2 separate regions of the Hordeum vulgare genome follow, and region 1 is linked to region 2. The links are chromatin contacts, called in public Hi-C maps. All regions are on one chromosome and are shown on one strand. Each heading gives the region's core, a stretch centred on a gene start, on an enhancer-like site or on the middle of the called end of the contact. The rest is flanking DNA. Distances are from core to core; before and after follow the strand shown. Region 1 holds the start of LOC123404642 (titin). Region 2 holds the start of LOC123404229 (tyrosine-sulfated glycopeptide receptor 1-like).

Region 1 (3,839 bases), core at 553-3,052, 570 kb before region 2:
CATGGACAACTTGAGCCGAAGGCATTGAATTTCCCCTGAACTCTCGACACAACTTAATAATGATATGGGTGTTAACAACTATTCGGGTACGAGAACTGGTTGGCGGAACCATCTCGTTAACAACAAACTATGTAGTAATATTTTGCTTTCAACCCCTTTTGTTGTAGGATAAAACTGGCTTTATGCAAAACTTAGCTCCACCGGCCAAATATGCATGAAGAGATAGTTGATTATTATTTTACTCCCTCTCTTTGATGATTTGCCGGCATATTCATTATGCTGACCTACACGGCTGCAACGTATCATGTTGCAGAGTACTTTTCCGACCAGGAGTGAGGCTACGATCTACGCTCAGCGACATGCCCTTGGAGTCGGATGGACTCGTCTACCTGATGCTTCCGCTTAGTCTTCGTTAGATAATCTCATGAGTTGGCCTTCAGCCACTTTATTGTAATCCTTTATTGTAATAAAGTACTATTTATGAGATTTCGATTAATAAAGCTGTGTGATTGCACTCTTGAATATATACATTATGTACTATGTGTGTACCAGCATGATCTTGGGATGGTACAGAAACACCAGAGGCTTGACTCGTCTTGAGTCGGGTCGCTACAGCACTGAATTAATAAGTTAGTCCCAGAAAGTAAATAAAAGGCATGCAAAACATCCAAAGTTTGTCAAGATAATAGCATGAAACCATAAAAAATTATAGATACGTTGGAGACGTATCAATGACAGAATGTCACGCGATGTAATGAAGTCCTTGTAGCTTGCTACGACTCGTTTACACATGCTGATGACCGACACATGCATTGTTGAGTTATATATGTTTGTTCCTGTATGGTTGTTCCACTAGGTGTATAAATAGTCACGTCGACCCGGGTTTTTTGACGTATGATTTCTAGCGACATATTCATATACGTGAGCCGAAAGACGTAAACAGTCCCAACCAAGATAAGGTGACAGTTGTGGAAATTATCGTGCGTGAGGACGCAAAGTGATATGATGTGTTACATGCTAAAATTATATGACTTAGGATCGGGATCCCGACAGCTTAAATCACTGGGATTGGAAGTCACTATATATCTTGTTTCTACAATCCACTGAAGCATAGACACTCCCCTAAACTAACATGCAAGGATGAGTGTGCGAACCAACATGTGGTTGGATGGTTACATGACAGTGATATCCTCATCCCATCAGAGATCAAGACCCGATGCTCGCAATTTTCTTGGATTTATTTCAGGATATCCGGTGATGCACATTTAATGGTAGGAGACGTTCTTGTCGACGACGAGACGTCTACGATGACTTTGTAAATCTCAAGATGATATATTAGCTCAATCTTTCAGAGATGCTCATAGAGATAGGATGTGTGTATGCGTTCATAAGATGAATGTATGCGTGTTTAGATGAACGATTACGTGTATTGTACTATGTTAAAAAACATGCAGGATGAGTGTTGTATCTATACTTGGGCATGGGCAGCCCGACCCGACCTGACCCAAAAATTCCGAACTGGGCCGGGCCTATTTGTCCCATCGGACCGAGCTTGAGCCAAAAAGTTGAACCCGATGATCAGTTCGGGCCGGGCTTGAGTCTATGAAAAAAATAAAATTATGTCACGCATAGGCTAGGCATATCGGGTTTTTTTTGGTTCGGCCCAGGCTTGGGCCTAAAATTTAGTTCCGATGCCTGGGTTTTTAGCGTCAGGCTTTTTTTGCCCGGCCTGGCCCGGCCCGAGTAATGCTAGGTATAGTTGTGCCCATCCACCCAACCCACCTAAAAAAAGAGCGTAGGATTTGGGTAGAGAAAAATTCGCCCATTCCGAGCGAGAGTGGGGAGGGGAAAGGTCCAATCCCGCATCACCAATGTCCACGGCGGAGGCGGCGGAGAGTGTGGCGACGCGGCAGAAGAAGAAGAAGAAGCCGAAGCTGAAGCACGTGGAGGTGGGGGTGGCTCGGTCGCAGTCTCCCCATGCCTCCGAATCCCTGCCTGCTGCCCCGTTCCTTCAAACCCCAACCCAATCCCCGGCTCCCGGAACCCCAATCCCGCAAGAGGCGGGGGCGGCGGCGACCAAGGAGAGGAAGATCCGTAAGGAGCAGAAGGCGGCCTCACCGCTTCTTCCCCCAAAACCTAATTTGGAAGAGGGGGAGGAGGGGGCCGGGATGGCGACGACGAAGAAGAAGCAGCAGAGGAGGAAGGAGATTATGCCGTCATCTCCTTGTGCCTCCGCCGCTAAAGCCCCGATCTTGGAGCCGGAGGGGAAGGTGACAAAGAAAAAACGGAAGAGGAGGATGGAGCAGGAGCAGGAGCAGGAGCCATGGGGCAAATCGCCGTTGCCACTTCACTCCGGTCATGCCTGTAACCCATGCCTTCGCTCCCCCGCTCCCGAAATCCTAACGTTGACAGAGGCGGTGGCGATGATAAGGGAGAGGAACAGGCCTAGTAAAGAGCACAGGTTGGATGTGTTGCCTTTTGCCCAAAATCCTACCTTTGAGGAGGAGCGAGGGAAGAAGAAGAAGAAGGAGCACAAGCGTGTGGAGCAGAGGTTTCTATCTCCTTCTACATCTGTTGCTGCTGAGGCCCCAATTCGGGAGCAGGAGATGAAGATTATCAAGAAACAACCATCCGACCAATCCCAGGAGCCATCAGGCAACTCGCCATTGCCACTTCACCTCGGCCATGCCTGTAACCCTCTACCAGCTGCCCCACTCCTTCAGCCCCCGGCGCCCGAAATCCTAACGTTGACAGAGGCGGCGGCGATGATAAGGGAGATGAACAGGCCTAGTAAAGAGCACAAGGTGGAGGCGCTTCCTTTTGCCCCAAATCCTACCTTTGAGGAGGAGCGAGGGAAGAAGAAGAAGCACAAGCGTGTGGAGCAGAGGTTTCTATCTCCTTCTACAGCTGTTGCTGCTGAGGCCCCAATTCGGGAGCAGGAGATGAAGATGATCAAGAAACAATCATCCGACCAATCCCAGGAGCCATCAGGCAACTCGCCGTTGCCACTTCACCTCGGCCATGCCTGTAACCCTCTACCAGCTGCCCCACGCCTTCAGCCCCCGGCGCCCGAAATCCTAACGTTGGCAGAGGCTGCGGGGATGATAAGGGAGAAGAACATGCCTAGTAAAGAGCTCAAGTTGGATGTGTTGCCTTTTGCCCCAAATCCTACCTTTGAGGAGGAGCGAGGGAAGAAGAAGAAGAAGGAGCACAAGCGCTTGGAGCAGAGGTTTCTATCTCCTTCTACATATGTTGCTGCTGAGGCCCCAATTCGGGAGCAGGAGATGAAGATGATCAAGAAACAACCATCTGACCAATCCCAGGAGCCATCAGGCAACTCGCCATTGCCATTTCACCTCGGCCATGCCTGTAACCCTCTACCAGCTGCCCCACTCCTTCAGCCCCCGGCGCCCGAAATCCTAACGTTGGCAGAGGCCGCGGCGATGATAAGGGAGAGGAACAGGCCTAGTAAAGAGCACAAGTTGGATGTGTTGCCTTTTGCCCAAAATCCTACATTTGAGGAGGAGCATGGGGAGGAGGCCATGATGGCGAAGAAGAAGAAAAAGTGCAAGTGCGTGCAGCAGACATTTGTTGCTGCTGAAACTCCAATTCAGGAGCAGGAGGTGAAGGTGACCAAGAAACGGAAGCAGAGGAGGGGGCTGGAACCATCCAGCAACTTGCCGTTGCCACTTCACCCCAGCCATGTCTCCGTGCCCAAACTCGCTGCCCCATTCCTTCAGTCACCTGCTCCCGAAATTATAACGTTGGGAGAGGCGGGGGCGGCGGTGAAGATAGGGAAGAGAAAGATGCGTAAGGAGCAGAAGGTGGCTGCACTGTCT
Region 2 (3,909 bases), core at 347-2,846:
GTCTATAAAACCCCCCGGTCGCCCTCCATGCAGGGGGGCCGATCATTCACCAGTCATTCGACACAACACATTCACCAACCACAGAGAGAGAGGTAGAGACGAGCCGGCTGCTCCCCTCTTCCTCCTCCCAACACAGCTCCAGGAGCGACATTGTACTCTGTTCATATACATCAAACACTCCGGCAGGTTTAGGGGTATTATCTGTACGGAGAGCCCTGAACCTGGGTACATCGTGCGTCCCATGCGTGTACCAACCTCGTTCCCAGCGTCCACCTTTGTCCCCTCGGTTCTCACCGACTTTAGCCTACCTATGGCATATGTTGTGAGTATTCACCGATAGGGGGCGTACTGGGAACCGCCTCGATCTGCCAACGTCGATTGGATGCGAGCCACGTCAATTTGGGACGAGAGTGGAGCTGCCTCGACTGGAGATTGGAGCCGCCTCGGCTGGAACTCCGATTGGGGCGGGATTGGAGCCGCCTCGACCGAAACTCCTCCACGTGAGAGCGGGACGAGACGAGCGGGATGGGGTCGACGCGACGCAACGAGAATCTCATGACGAGGCGAGCGGGACGAGGTCCGGCACCAGATGGGGAAGATTACATCGGGAAGAGCACGAGTTGCGCGTGCGAAAAAAGAACCTAGGCTCTAATACCATGTTAGAAAAGCAACTTGTATTTCCACGAGACCATAGGCCAGTATATATACATGTACAGGTGGTGGACTATATGCAGGAAACCCCTTATATATTGGGATAAATACAAAAGGGTACAAAAGAATGCACTGCTGCAGGCCTTAATTATGGAGAGCATCAGCCACTTGCTATATTTTTTTCCTCAACCAGAGAGCAAAATCATTAACCACATGTACATGGATCAATGATAGAGTACATCATCTAAGAAATAATAATGATACAGTGCAGCTAGCATCAGCACATCATCAGCCACGCACTGAACTAGGCGTAGTACTACTAGAAAACAAATATGATTCTTAACATCAATTATTCAACTCCCACAAAAAACAAGATCAATTATTCAACTCCCGCAAAAAAACAACACCAAGTGTATTCAACTAAAGTATGGAAAAATTATTCCACACAGCTCAAGCACTTCCACAACCACAAGCATCAGAGCCAAGTGATAACCAGCCGGCCTTCCAGTGCCAGGGCTCACACGCTACCCAGTTTACTTTGAACAGCTTCCAAATTCAGATGAAAACCACAGTCCATGGTTCACAAATAATAGTGCGCCGGTGGAGCCAGAAGAATGGAAAAAGAACAGCAAATGTATCCATCAGCCGAAGCTCGCACGCATGATAACTGATAAGGAAGTTCATGCTTCAGGTCAAGAGGATGGAACCGAGAACAGATACCCATCACTCCAGCAGGTCAACCATCTACCGCGCTCATTCAATACATATTTGCACTTCTTCTTGCCCTCCACTTGCGTTTATCCACACACTGATTGAGACACCCATGTTTGCTCTAGATCGCAAGCACCTTTCGGAAATGATCTCCCCATGCAACATCTCTCCGGCTGAATATTTTGCATATCTTTACCAACTGTTTTTTTCAGAAGACGGCTTTTCCTGTTCACCAAAAAGGCAAAGGATGTGGGTACAGGTTAGATTTGTTTAGTGAAGCCGGTAAGAGAGTGATGTCAGGGCAAGTAAACTAAGGCATGTTGTGGCTGGCCAACTTGGACCATTGCTGGACCACTGACAGACTGAGCTGCCACGGCATGCAGCACCACCCCTGGTGTGTCCTATGCGATCAGGAGCCGGAAACGATGTACCACCTGCTAGTTGCGTGCCCCTTCTCTCGGCAAATTTGGCACAATGCCCTCTCTTGGCTCCGCCTGACCCGACCCAGGACGACAACCTAAAGGACTGGTGGCGGCAAGCCAAACAGGCCACGCCGCGGCCAATGCAAAAAGGGCTTGCATCGGCGGTCCACTTGCGGCGTGGATGATCTGGAAGCAGCGGAATGCCTGCGTGTTCGACGCCGCACAACCATCCTCAACCCAGCTCATGGCGAGAATCAAAGACGAGGCTACACTCTGGGTCCGGGCAGGCGCCACTGGCCTGGGACTGGGGCGTACACTAATTTTCTTGCATTTTGATCCTGTATCTCTCCTGCTCGGAGACCTGTACTGCTAAACTCTCCTTCTATTCAATGAAATGAAACACAAAGTCTTTGCGTTTTCCCGAAAAAAAAATCATCAAAGATTGAGGATGACTGGAAAATCTACAGTGCAGTTTATTTTTTGCACGGAAGAATGGGTAGTTGACTTGTAGTAGATTACAGCATGCAACCAATAATAGTGAAGCACTGAAACATCAGTGCGAACTAGGAAGCTGTCTGGTGGGCTGGGGGCAGTTGTGTAAAATCCAATTTTCTTGACCCAAATTATTCATGGTGACTGGGTCTATGACTACGAGGGGCAGAACAAATGGAAGCAAGATCTCCTTTCTTTCCCTGTCATGCTCTTTCATGGTTAGACCACCATTGGTGCTTTATCCAGTCAGGGGACAACATAAGCTCACCAGAAACCATGCAGACACTCCATTTTCCCAACAAGACATACAAGATAGGGCACATACCTTCCCTTGGCCTTGCTCTTGTGCTGCTGATATGCTTGGCCTCTCCTACGAGTTCCTGCATGCAGCAGGAGAAGGGCTCCCTTCTTCAGTTCCTCGGCGGGCTCTCACGTGATGGTGGCCTCGCTGTGTCATGGAAGAATGGCTCAGATTGCTGCCAGTGGGAAGGGATCACCTGCAGCACAGATGGGATTGTTACGGATGTCTTGCTGGCTTCTAGGAGTCTTCAGGGGCACATCACACCTTCTCTTGGGAACATCACTGGATTGTTGCGCCTCAACCTGTCGAATAATCTGCTATCAGGTGGTCTACCGCAGGAACTGGTATCCTCCAGCAGCATCCTCATCTTAGATGTCAGCTTTAACCGTCTCGGAGGAGAGCTGCACGAGTTGTCGTCTGCCCATGCCCGGCCACTGAAGGTACTGAACATCTCGAGCAATTTGTTTACAGGACAGTTTCCGTCCTCCACATGGCAGGGGATGAAAAATCTGGTTGCACTCAATGCCAGCAACAACAGCTTTACTGGGCAGCTACCAACTCATTTCTGTGCCAGCTCGCCATCCTTGGCAGTGCTCGAACTCTGCTACAACCAATTCAGAGGGAGCATCCCCCCTGAACTTGGTAGCTGCTCCGTGCTCAGAGTGCTCAAGGCTGGCCACAACAACCTCAGCGGGACTCTCCCAGACGAACTCTTCAATGCTAGCTTGTTAGAATTCCTCTCCTTTCCTGGGAACAGATTACAAGGAAGGCTTCAAGGCTCACTTATAGCCAAACTCGAAAATCTGGGTACTCTTAATCTTGGAGACAACATCATCAGCGGCAAGATTCCAGAGTCTATAGGTCATCTCAAGAGATTGGAGGAACTCCATTTAAACAACAACAACATGTATGGGGAGCTGCCACCAAGTCTGACCAACTGCACAAATCTCATGACCATCGACTTCAAGAGCAACAATTTCAGCGGAGAACTCGCCAAGGTCAATTTCTCCAACCTACCCAATCTACAAACTTTAGATCTTATGCACAACATCTTCACTGGCAAAATTCCGGAAAGCATCTACTCATGCAGAAATCTAACTGCACTGCGGCTATCTTCCAATATGTTCTATGGCCAGCTGTCAGAAAAGATAGGCAATCTGAAGTCCCTCTCATTCCTGTCATTTACTAACAACAATCTTACAAATATCAGAAGTGCACTTCATATCCTTAAGAGATGCAGGAATCTTACGACCCTGCTTATTGCGCTCAACTTCAGGAGAGAAATCATGCCAGAGGATGACATGATTGATGGTTTTGAAAATCTTCAGGTTT

Evidence for each region. Hi-C and Micro-C count contacts between places; a contact is called where the count stands out from the background.
Region 1: a contact with region 2 is called in a Hi-C map of seedling, with 4 times the contacts expected there. The contact joins the promoter of LOC123404642 here to the promoter of LOC123404229 in region 2. A contact is called at or near these places in 2 of 6 Hi-C or Micro-C datasets (leaf and seedling).

The regions. Positions count from the first base shown.
Region 1 is chr6H:80,767,293-80,771,131 of MorexV3_pseudomolecules_assembly, reverse strand. LOC123404642 (titin) reads left to right here and starts at 1,802. Exons shown (of 4, transcript XM_045098579.1): 1 at 1,802-3,839. The coding sequence starts at 1,872.
Region 2 is chr6H:80,197,095-80,201,003 of MorexV3_pseudomolecules_assembly, reverse strand. LOC123404229 (tyrosine-sulfated glycopeptide receptor 1-like) reads left to right here and starts at 1,596. Exons shown (of 1, transcript XM_045098143.1): 1 at 1,596-3,909. The coding sequence starts at 2,451. It overlaps LOC123404232 (a long non-coding RNA gene), which reads right to left. Exons shown (of 2, transcript XR_006611694.1): 2 at 957-1,587.